Regions from separate parts of the Zea mays genome. Here region 1 is linked to region 2. A link is a contact called in public Hi-C data. All regions are on one chromosome and are shown on one strand. The core of a region is the stretch at or near the end of the contact, and the rest is flanking DNA. Distances in the headings are between cores, read along the strand shown.

Region 1 (4,823 bases), core at 2,102-4,601, 140 kb after region 2:
TGTCCGCTTATCTGTTGCTTCTGTATATGCTGAAATGCGCCTGCAATCTGTTGCAACCCTTGTTTAAATTGTGCGTTGCATCGCAGCAGCATTTGTGCAGCTGCTGAAGTTATGTTTTCTGGATGTCTGAAGCCTCTCGTTTCTGAATGCGTCCAGATTAAGGGCCTGTTTGGTTCGTGGCTAGCTATGTCACACTTTGCCTAAGGTTAGTCGTTCGAATTGAAGAACTAACCTTAGGCAGAAAAGTTAGGCAAAGTGTGGCAAGTGAGGCTGCGATCCAAACATGCCCTAAGCCTTCCAGGACTGCAACAGTTGTGACGCGGTTTCAAATTGTTCTGTCAGATAGAGAAGAATAGCTGGAGCATATGAGCAGGAAGAAAATAAATTACGTACTTCAGTATTGTGACTGGGCAGAAGAACTGGGATTTTCTTTCAGATTTACAGGACTAGTTCATTAGAATTTACAATGCAGCTATACGCCGAACATCTAGTTCGGATTACTCACTACTGCTTCTGGCCTCAATTCTAGCTGAGGTAAATCCACACCTGACACCTCTCGAAGGGGGAAAAATCTCAAACTGCAATATATTTACAGATCTTGCGACAAGTATGATCCTGTAGTAACAACTAACAAGTGCCACGTATACTTGCTCTTCACTCAGCACTGTAAGCACGTACGTACGGGTACGGCAGGAGTAGTCATGGCCTCGCGATGAGCGAGTCCGAGTCGTCCATGCTGACGGCAGCCACCTGCGAGGGCCCGACGCGCACGGCCACCGCAGGTATCCTTATCGGCGGGGGTCGCGCATCGGCCTTGGCGACAGCGACGGCGACGTCCTGGCTCTCCTTGCCCCCCTCCCGGAGGTCGCTGGGCGGCAAGAAGCAGTCCATGGACAGGCCCCAGATGTTGAAGTCCACCTCCTCGATGTCCCACGTCTCCTCCATGCGCGTCCTGGCGCTGCTGCCGTCCTGCTGGCAGTCGCCGAACCTGACGAGCGAGACGGCGGTGCGCCCGGCGTGGGCGATGTTCACGCCGTCGACGGCGCGGTAGTCGCCGAGGCGGGACTCCACGGTGGTCTCCCAGAAGATGCTCCCGCCGCCGCCGCCGCCGCCGGACCTGATCTGCAGCAGGTGCGAGTCCTCGAGCTGCACCAGCAGGCCCGTGCGCTGGCTGAAGTAGCCCCACAGCGTGTGCCGGACGATCTCGACGCTGCCGCTGTTGCGCGCGCGCAGGCTGGACGCCTCCGCCTCCACCTTGAGCACGAAGCAGTCCTCGCCGTCGACGCTCCGCTCGCCGATGCACACCGAGTCCGCGAACAGGCTCGCCGTCAGCTGCGGGTCGAGGCCCTGCATGTCAGTAGATACTACCATGTAAACGATCGGTCAGCGTGCCGTGTCGGTCCCCTGGGCCCGTACGTTGCTGTTTACTACCATCAGGTTGGTGCAGCGCGATTAGCGGGGAGAGTCGGGTAGACCGCCTGCTGCTGTCCGGCACCACCAACCGATTGATGTGGTGCGCGAAGGGTCTCACTCTCACGTGTTGTGTCCGGCCGCGTCCGCGCACATGGCCGCACGTTGGAGTGCTAAAGGACCAGGGCCGGCCGGCCGGCCGAGTCCGATCTATTAATCACGCTGCCCCGCGCTAAGCGCCTACGCGTGTGCATCCTCCGCGCCGCTGCTGTTCCGCTAATTACAGAGTACAGACCCCTCCCGGGAGGGAGGCGACAGAATGTTGCCACGGGCCACGGCCAATGATGATGAGTCTGTGTACCACTTGGTCGGCCTTATCCCCCCCGACACTGGCCTGGACCTCGGCTGCGGATCGCAGCTCCGGCGTCGGTGACATGATTTCGGCGATCGGCGAGTGCTGAAAAGGCCTCATGATGTCTCTAGTCCGCGTGGGCGTTCCGCGTTCGATCTATCTGCACTGTCCTGCCGACAGTATATGCAGCGGAGATCGACATGCCCTGACAAAGGTATCTATTGCCTACGTGATGATGAATTTGTCCTGTCACTGTCACTGGGAATCGGGTGGACCGTGGGTGTGTACATGCTACGTGCTGTGGCATCATGTCCAGCAACTCTAGACTCTAGCAATGGGGTTGCTCTGCTCTGCTCAGTACGTCAGATTAAGATCGGCTTCTCTGACTGTGAGTTGGACAGGCTTTTTATCGCTGGGGGTTTGAACTTTGAAATGAGTTAAGTGCTACGTTTTCAAGCAAAATGCTACGCGACCACACATTCGACAAGTCCTAGGTGGCTACGTGCCTTACGGGCTACGGCCGCGTGCGTACGGAAGGCACTCGAGAGCACACCGCGTGAAACAGTGCGGAGCTAGCTGGAAACCGTACACGAAACCACGGGCGTACGCTACGCTACGGCTACGCACCTGGAGCGAGCGGCGGAGCGGGCGCGGGGGGCCGCGGGAAGCGTGGGACTGGTGCCACGGCGTCTGGCGCCACGCGACCTTTCCGTCGCTGCCGGCGCTGATCTTGCAGCCGGACACGACGAGCTCTAGGCACCACAGCTCCGGCCTCTTCTGCCACAGCACGAACCCGCCGACCTCGCCGCCGCGGCCCTTCCTCCTCCCGCCGCGGTTCCCCTTTCCGGTGGCTCCTCCGCAGTGGCCGCCGGCGGCGTCGCTGCCGTTGAGCTGCTCCGCGGCCGTCATCCGCACCTTGCCCATCGCGTACATGCTCTTGACCCTGTCCAGCGCCCGCTCCCCGCCCGACGCCGCGACGTACTGCTGCACGATGTACTTGGCGGACGACGACTCCTGGAACCACAGCGCGATAGATAGACAGACACAGACGGATGGGTCAGCGGCTCAGCGCCCTCATCGACCAAGAACAACCATCAACCAGAACGCCGGCCGGCCGTGGACCGTAGTCGTATACTACGTACGATTGGACCGGTCTTGAGCTGCTCGCAGAGGACGGAGCAGGGCGACTGCTCGGCGCGGCAGCAGACGGCGACGGGCAGCGGGACGAGCGGCGCGCCGATGACGCCTAGCATGAGCTGCAGCTCCCCGCGGCTCATGGAGCACGGCTCGCCCGCGCCGCACCGGTCAGCGGCGTGCGACCGCATCCACGCCTTGACGCTGGTGCAGCCGAACCTGAACCCGCAGGAGCCGCCGCCGCCGCCGCCGCCGCCGGAGAACATCTCCTCGGGGATGGGCACCTCCAGCACCGTGTCCAGCGCGTCGTCGCGCTCGAGGTTCGGGCAGACCTTCCTCATCAGATGAGACGGGCGGGCGGCGGGTGCGGAACAGCTCACTGCCTTCCTCTTCCCCGTTGGTCTTGTGCCGCGCTGCGGTTGTGGCCTGACGAGCGCACAAGTCCTCTGGAGCGCGCGTGGTATGTATGTGCGTGCCTCAGACCTCAGTGCCTGTCCTGGGGCCTCGGTGGACTTGCACCGGTTTTGTTTTTATGAATCGTGGGGGAGCAGCTGGTAGGTGGGGCCTGCCATTATTTCGCGACAGCCGCACGGACACTGCTACGTACTGTATGCGGTATGCCTTGTTAAAGATTTCAGAAAATTACTATAATCTTGCTCGAGATCTTGTCGTTTGTGTGCTGTGTGCACATACGACTACGGGTTGCCCTTTTTTGCGACGACCCCAATATCCCTTTCGGGCTTTGTGTAGTGGTGCTAGTGGTCGTCTGTTCCCACATATTCCGTGCATGGGATGGGTGTCTACTTATGTGGACCCTCTAGCACGATCGTGGGATGATGGTTGGCGAAACACCAAATACGCCTTCTTTCGAATATAAACAAACATGTCATGGATGCTTTGCTTGGTCTAATTAAGCGCAATAGCGATGGTGCAGTTCGGATTCGGACTTGCCTAGATTACTGGTAGATCAGCTCAGAGATTTTGGAGCATGCCGTGCTCGGTGTACGTACTCGGTTTGAACTCTAGAGTCTAGACTCGCCAAGAACGGAAGGAAAAGGCCGAGACGCACGGCACCAATTCCGTCCGTTTTTTTTTTTTTTTGCTTCATCACTCACTCCCATAGTCCCATCCCAGTTCGATCAAACCCGCGCTGCCACCACGGCCGAGTCCCTTTCCATAACTGGTACTGCGGAGTACGAAAGATTCGGAGGGACGACCAGCAGTACACTCGATCCGTTGACGTTGCCTCGCGCACCCGAATCGCTAGGGGCGGGTGCCGTGTTAGGTTAGGTGCCGTAACGATCGGCGCTCAATCCCCGGTGGTTGCGCCAGCCGGCCGGGCGGCCTTCCTGCCTCGCGCGGCGCCGGCGGGGGACAGCTCGATCGGCGAGGTCAGAACGAACGGCGCGCGGCCGCCCGCCGCCGATCTTGCTTGCTATGGTGGTGGACTGGTGGTGGTGTACGTTTGCGTCGGCCGCATCGCCCCGCAAGGTGCGTGCTGCTGTATTCATTCGCGTCGCGGTCGTAGGGGGGTGTGGGGGGTTTGATCCTGTCATCGTCTGCGGGCTGCCACCTAGGTTGCTTGTTGCTGCGACGGCTAGCTTAACGGCCATGGCTACAAGCCCACAACCACTCTGTCCTAATCACTGTTGAGATCGACCTCGACCGCGCGCGCTCCACAGACTACAGGTGTCCGGCTGGGCATGCGAGACCCAGCAGGGATCAATCAGACCGACATTCCTCACTCATCGATCGAGGGCACTGACTCAAGTGGTGTGGTGGGTGGTTCCGGTGGTCACGTCGGCGTGGAGATGTGGGACGACCTGCCTGCAGGAATTCCGGTTTGGTGACAGTTGCTGCCTGCGTTAGCTGCCCGCGATCCAGGCACAGAAAACACGGTGCGTGCCCGGCACTTTGGAGCTGTAAA
Region 2 (4,857 bases), core at 1,974-4,473:
GTGCTCGGCAGCCATCGGATATTGGATGGATGGCTGAGATCTAATCGACGATAACAGTTGGGTTTGTGCATGCGACTGGCGTCCGATCGCGATCGGACGGACCTCGTGTGCTCGTGCGTATTAAAATCTGAACCGTCGATGACACATCCCACGCGTGGGAGTTGCTCTGTGGGAATCTAATCCTGACCGCACAAGTCGGATCGGGCGGCTCTCATCCGCCCGTACCCCTTCGGCCAGATATTTTGTTAAAGAAACCTCGTAGAACATAGAAATCAACCCGCCGTCCAAGGGGGTGTAGACTGAGTCTGGGTAATCTTCTGAGGTAGCCCCTGATCTTTTTAGTAATTGACGCGCAAACCAGGAAAATAGAGAAAACAGGGAAATGATTATATAAATTGGTTTTAATATAAAAATAATTCCATAAACTTGGATAAATCATATTAAATTCATTATAGCTCTAAATTGATTCATTCCAGAGACATTAATTTTGTTTTAATATTATCTATCAACCAGTAACACTGTTTAGCCATGAAACTTGAATTAAAATTGTTCATTTGAATTAATCTATTCTAAGTACCTAATAACTTCGGAAATTCATAATTTCTCTATTTTAAATCTGATTTGACTCGTTCCAGTTGCGTTACCTTCGTATAAATATCTACTACACAATAACAATATTTATTATACCATGCCTCATTCTTTTCTAATTAGATCTTTGTTTAATTTATGTCGGTTAGACTTGTTAATTTGCTTATCATTATAACCTACTAGAATAAGATCTATGGTCAATTTATAACTTAGATTAAAGTTGAGATAATTAATTCTCTCATATAGGGTATCCTAACCAATTCATAATATAGTCTAATATTTTAATCACACAGATCTTTTATAAAATCATAACTCCTTAATTGTAACTCCGATCTTATTAGATCTCGATCCCACGATTTCGTAGCTTCGCATAGATTATTATTATTCAGTTTCTACTTATGTTTGGTGTGATGTTAATTTTGTCTATACCATGTTTGTTTGTATTGCTACGACTAATAGCGAGGTTACGAGTCACTTGAAGAGCAAGTGGTACCTGGAATCTCAAGTGCCAGGCAATTTGTGCCCTTGATCACTTTTGTTTACCCAATAATATTCTTTATTATCATTATTCAATGCATAGGTTTAATTTTTATGGGACCCAATAGGTCACCCTAGTATGTTTATCCATTTTACCTTGTTATCCCTGAATCACTTGGGTAGTTTTGCTATTGCTTTATACGGTTTTGGAATAATATTTCATTATATCCATGTTCCAATTATTTTGTTATTCTATTTATGTTCATGTCAAGATCATTAATGTTAATTAGAACATGGATCTTAACTTGAGAAACACGTGCCACCACAAGGGTTTAATGGGACGCCCTTGGCTAACTAACTAGAAAAGCTAGTGGAAGACTACCTTACCCGAAAGGGGTAAGGACAGTAGGGGAGTTGCATGCAAGGAGGTTCTCGGATTGATTTTGCTGCGATGGCGCTCAGACGAGGGATTCTTGCAAGTGCTCTTCCCATAACTGTAGCGGGTTTTCGGAAGCTAGTGGAACTTTGTAAAAGCCTCGTAGTGGATCCCTAGCCATTCACCTCGGTAGTGTCTAAGGGCCCTGCAAACCCTAGCGACATGGGATACACGACTTGTGGGTACAGGGTACAACCTCTGCAGAGTGTAAAACTGCTATACTAGCCAATCTCACGGTCATGAGCAGCTCAGGACTCTCGCGTGATTAAATTATAGAACCTAAACTCAATTTGCCATTTGCATTTGCATGGGTTTATTATTAATTTTGTTCTATTATTATTTATTATGGTTTGGTATTTACTTACATTTAGTAACTGCTAATAAAATTTGACCAACTTATTAAAAGCAATGCTCTGCTTTAACCCCTATTATAACCTTACACATCACATGAACTCCCACCTTTGGTGAGTTCATGCCATATTATTCCTCATAACTTGTTGAGCGATGAACATGTGTGAGCTCACCCTTGCTGTCTCACACCCCCCCACAGGAGAAGTACAGGTGGTTCAAGTGGAGCCACGCAACGAGGAGTTCGATTCGATCTAGGTGGCGTCTCCTAGTTGATTTTCTGGCGCTAAGGATGGATTTTAGATCCTGTTATATTTATTTTTTATTTTTGTAAGTCTTCCGCTATGTAATAAGTACTCTGATTATTGTGACATTTATTTCTATACACTCTGTTATTATATGTGTTATCTTATTTGCCGCATGTATGAGATGCACCCGGCTTTGTCCCTTAAAGCCCGGGTGTTACAGTTACATGGCCGATGGGAATCGAACTAGCGACCTCACCCCTTGAGGATGATGGTTTAGTGATAGAGGAGCGATTGAAGACATTCTTAGGTCCTGTTTGATCCTCCTGGCTTATTGTTTGCGAGTGGATAATAATTAGCCGGCAAAAACTAGTCAAAGTATATTTAGAGACCTGGCTAATAGATGTCTTTTTCTCTGTATACGGTCTATTAGCACTGTAGCCCATATTAGCAAGGTCAAATGGCTAATGGCAAAACAGTTTGCCAGCCCTCCAGCTAGCCAATTTGTTAGCCGACCACTTTAGAGGTTAAGGTGCTAAAATTAGCCAGTAAAATGTTTACCAAAAGTATCAAACATACCCTTAGCTATTTTTTTGCACTACTTGAGCCTAGCAACTCGTGAAAACAGGTAAACCAAACAAATTCTTCTGTTGCATTATTTGAGCTTGACTAGGGTGTTAGCCAGCCAATCAAACGGCCCTGCATCTCGCGATCCTGTCTCTGGCTAAACGAATTTTATTCTCGTTAGGGAGCCAGGCAACCAGGCCAGAGTATAGGTATAGCCAGATCAACATGCAGACAACCAAAACGCTAATCTAGGGAGCCTGAACAGTGTTTACAGGGGACCAAACCAAACAGGCTAGCAACACTATCCACGCCGTCGCCCACAGGCAACGCTTGGCCACCTTCAACTGGTCCACCCCCAAGACACGACGGACCCCTCACCAGTGTCCAGTGCTCAGTTCCAGCAGCCACCGCGGCTCCCTCGCCACAGCTCAAATGCCGCATTGCAGCAGCATCACCACCACCCAAACGGAGCGCACCGGCAGCAACAGGAGCAAGGAGATAGTTCGAAAGGCAGAGTGACAAAATAGCAAATGCCCCCCTGTCTGCACTCTGCACGGGCATTTCAATCCCCGTATTACTTACTAATAAATCGTCGCAAGCGGATACTTGTCCGTCCGCAAATACATATTCCCGTTTCCCGCCGCAGGGCATAAAAAAAACCCGATCAGAAAAGCGGGGAGAGCTAATGCGAGCGAGCATACATTCCCGTTGACACAAGGAATCTCTGCGCCCCCCCCTCTACCTTCCCTTCCTTTCCAAACCATATTCTTCTCCATCAACTGGCAACGGCGAGGGGGATTTGTTTTTGTTTTGCTATAACGAAAGATGGCCGGGCTCATCGTTGCTTTTGCGCGTAGCAGGGATGACTGACTGGGAGGAGGAGGGAGACGAGAACGTGATGCCGTGCCGCCCGCCCGCCCGCCCGCCCTTGGGCTCGCTTCACCTTCAATTCTTTTCTTTCTGTCGCGGCCAGCGCCTTCGCATCGCACCACGCCGCTTTATTCTCTAAGAACCCCGTCCTCTCCATTCCATCTCCTCCTCCGTCCATCGTGCAGATCTTGCTTCTTCTTCTTCTCCTCCTCCTCCTCCTCCTCCTCCTCCTGACCACCCTCCTGCTCAGCTCGTCGTACGTAGACATCGCGATCGCCGTCGTCGATCGGTCTCGCCAAGCTCTTGCTTCCGTTCTTTTCTGGTTCAGTTTGTTCGGTGCTCTCCCTCTACGTGGGCGCTGCGTCTATATATATGCTGTGTTGGCGCCAGCTGCATAAATGGCGTACTCCTCGCGGACTTGTGGTCGGTGCAACAACCACGGTAATCATCTCTGCCTTCTCTTTCCTAATCTACGCATGTTCGTACGTGTTTCCTGCCGAGTAGTAATCTCTGCTGACTTTAAACGCTAATAAACGGGTGTCCTGGTTAGGGAAAAGGCAAGATGGTGGCCTTTCATCTGTCTTTCTCGGTTTCTAAAAAGGCTGCCATGTCAAGGAAACATGCTTGCGTGGGTGATTGATTGCGTTCAGTTCTTTCTTCTGAACTGAGTACTTCATGACATAAATTGATTTTAAACGGCTTGATCAGTGTGTCGACATCCAATCACTGACTAAACAATCTTGTTGGTGGCTGCTATCCACTAGACTCCCGATACACCTCGCCCCTTTTCCTGAAAGTTCTCTCTTGGGTTTGTCGCCGCTAGATCGATGACGCAGCAAGTCAAACACATCCATCTATTGCCGTGCGGTCTCGTTCGTCGTAGAAAGGAGGGTTCTGATCTGACGGATCAACCTTAGCTCTTTGTCGGATCACACCTGATGAGCATTTCTAACAGTTATTACTGTCATGCATACATCGATGTTATTCAGAGGGAAGTCAAAAGTGGACTGAAACTGACTCTTATAATAATCCAGGATTAGCTGAGCTCTGACAAGATAGCTTCACTGACCCTGACCGCGTGCCCTGTCAACTGGAGTAGAATATAGAAGGAAGCAGCCAGCACTTTCGATTAGCACAGCGTTGCCATGCTAACCCAAGCAATCTCTTACGGTGTTGTATCCATGTGCTTGCTGATCTTGTCCAGTGCAGGTACACATATATCTATCTATCGGGCCCTTCTAATTTTAGCGTTTGATACATTCAGTCATGCTCCCTCATCTTGTAACAGAAAGAAAGGAAACAAAAAACTATTTTTTCTGATTCTTT

Evidence for each region. Hi-C and Micro-C count contacts between places; a contact is called where the count stands out from the background.
Region 1: a contact with region 2 is called in a Hi-C map of leaf, with 7 times the contacts expected there. The contact joins the promoter of LOC100275600 here to the promoter of LOC103639318 in region 2. A contact is called at or near these places in 16 of 25 Hi-C or Micro-C datasets (bundle sheath, ear, endosperm and 5 more) and 1 of 3 datasets of contacts at active chromatin or transcription factors (leaf).

What each region holds. Positions count from the first base shown.
Region 1 is chr9:146,465,394-146,470,216 of Zm-B73-REFERENCE-NAM-5.0, forward strand. It overlaps LOC100275600, which reads right to left and starts at 3,352. Exons shown (of 3, transcript NM_001174439.1): 1 at 2,905-3,352; 2 at 2,390-2,776; 3 at 403-1,347. The coding sequence starts at 3,237. The coding sequence ends at 700. LOC103639319 (DUF3527 domain protein) reads left to right here. Exons shown (of 4, transcript XM_008662082.3): 4 at 1-68.
Region 2 is chr9:146,328,464-146,333,320 of Zm-B73-REFERENCE-NAM-5.0, forward strand. It overlaps LOC103639318 (protein DA1-related 2), which reads left to right and starts at 3,224. Exons shown (of 12, transcript XM_008662081.4): 1 at 3,224-3,972. The coding sequence starts at 3,930.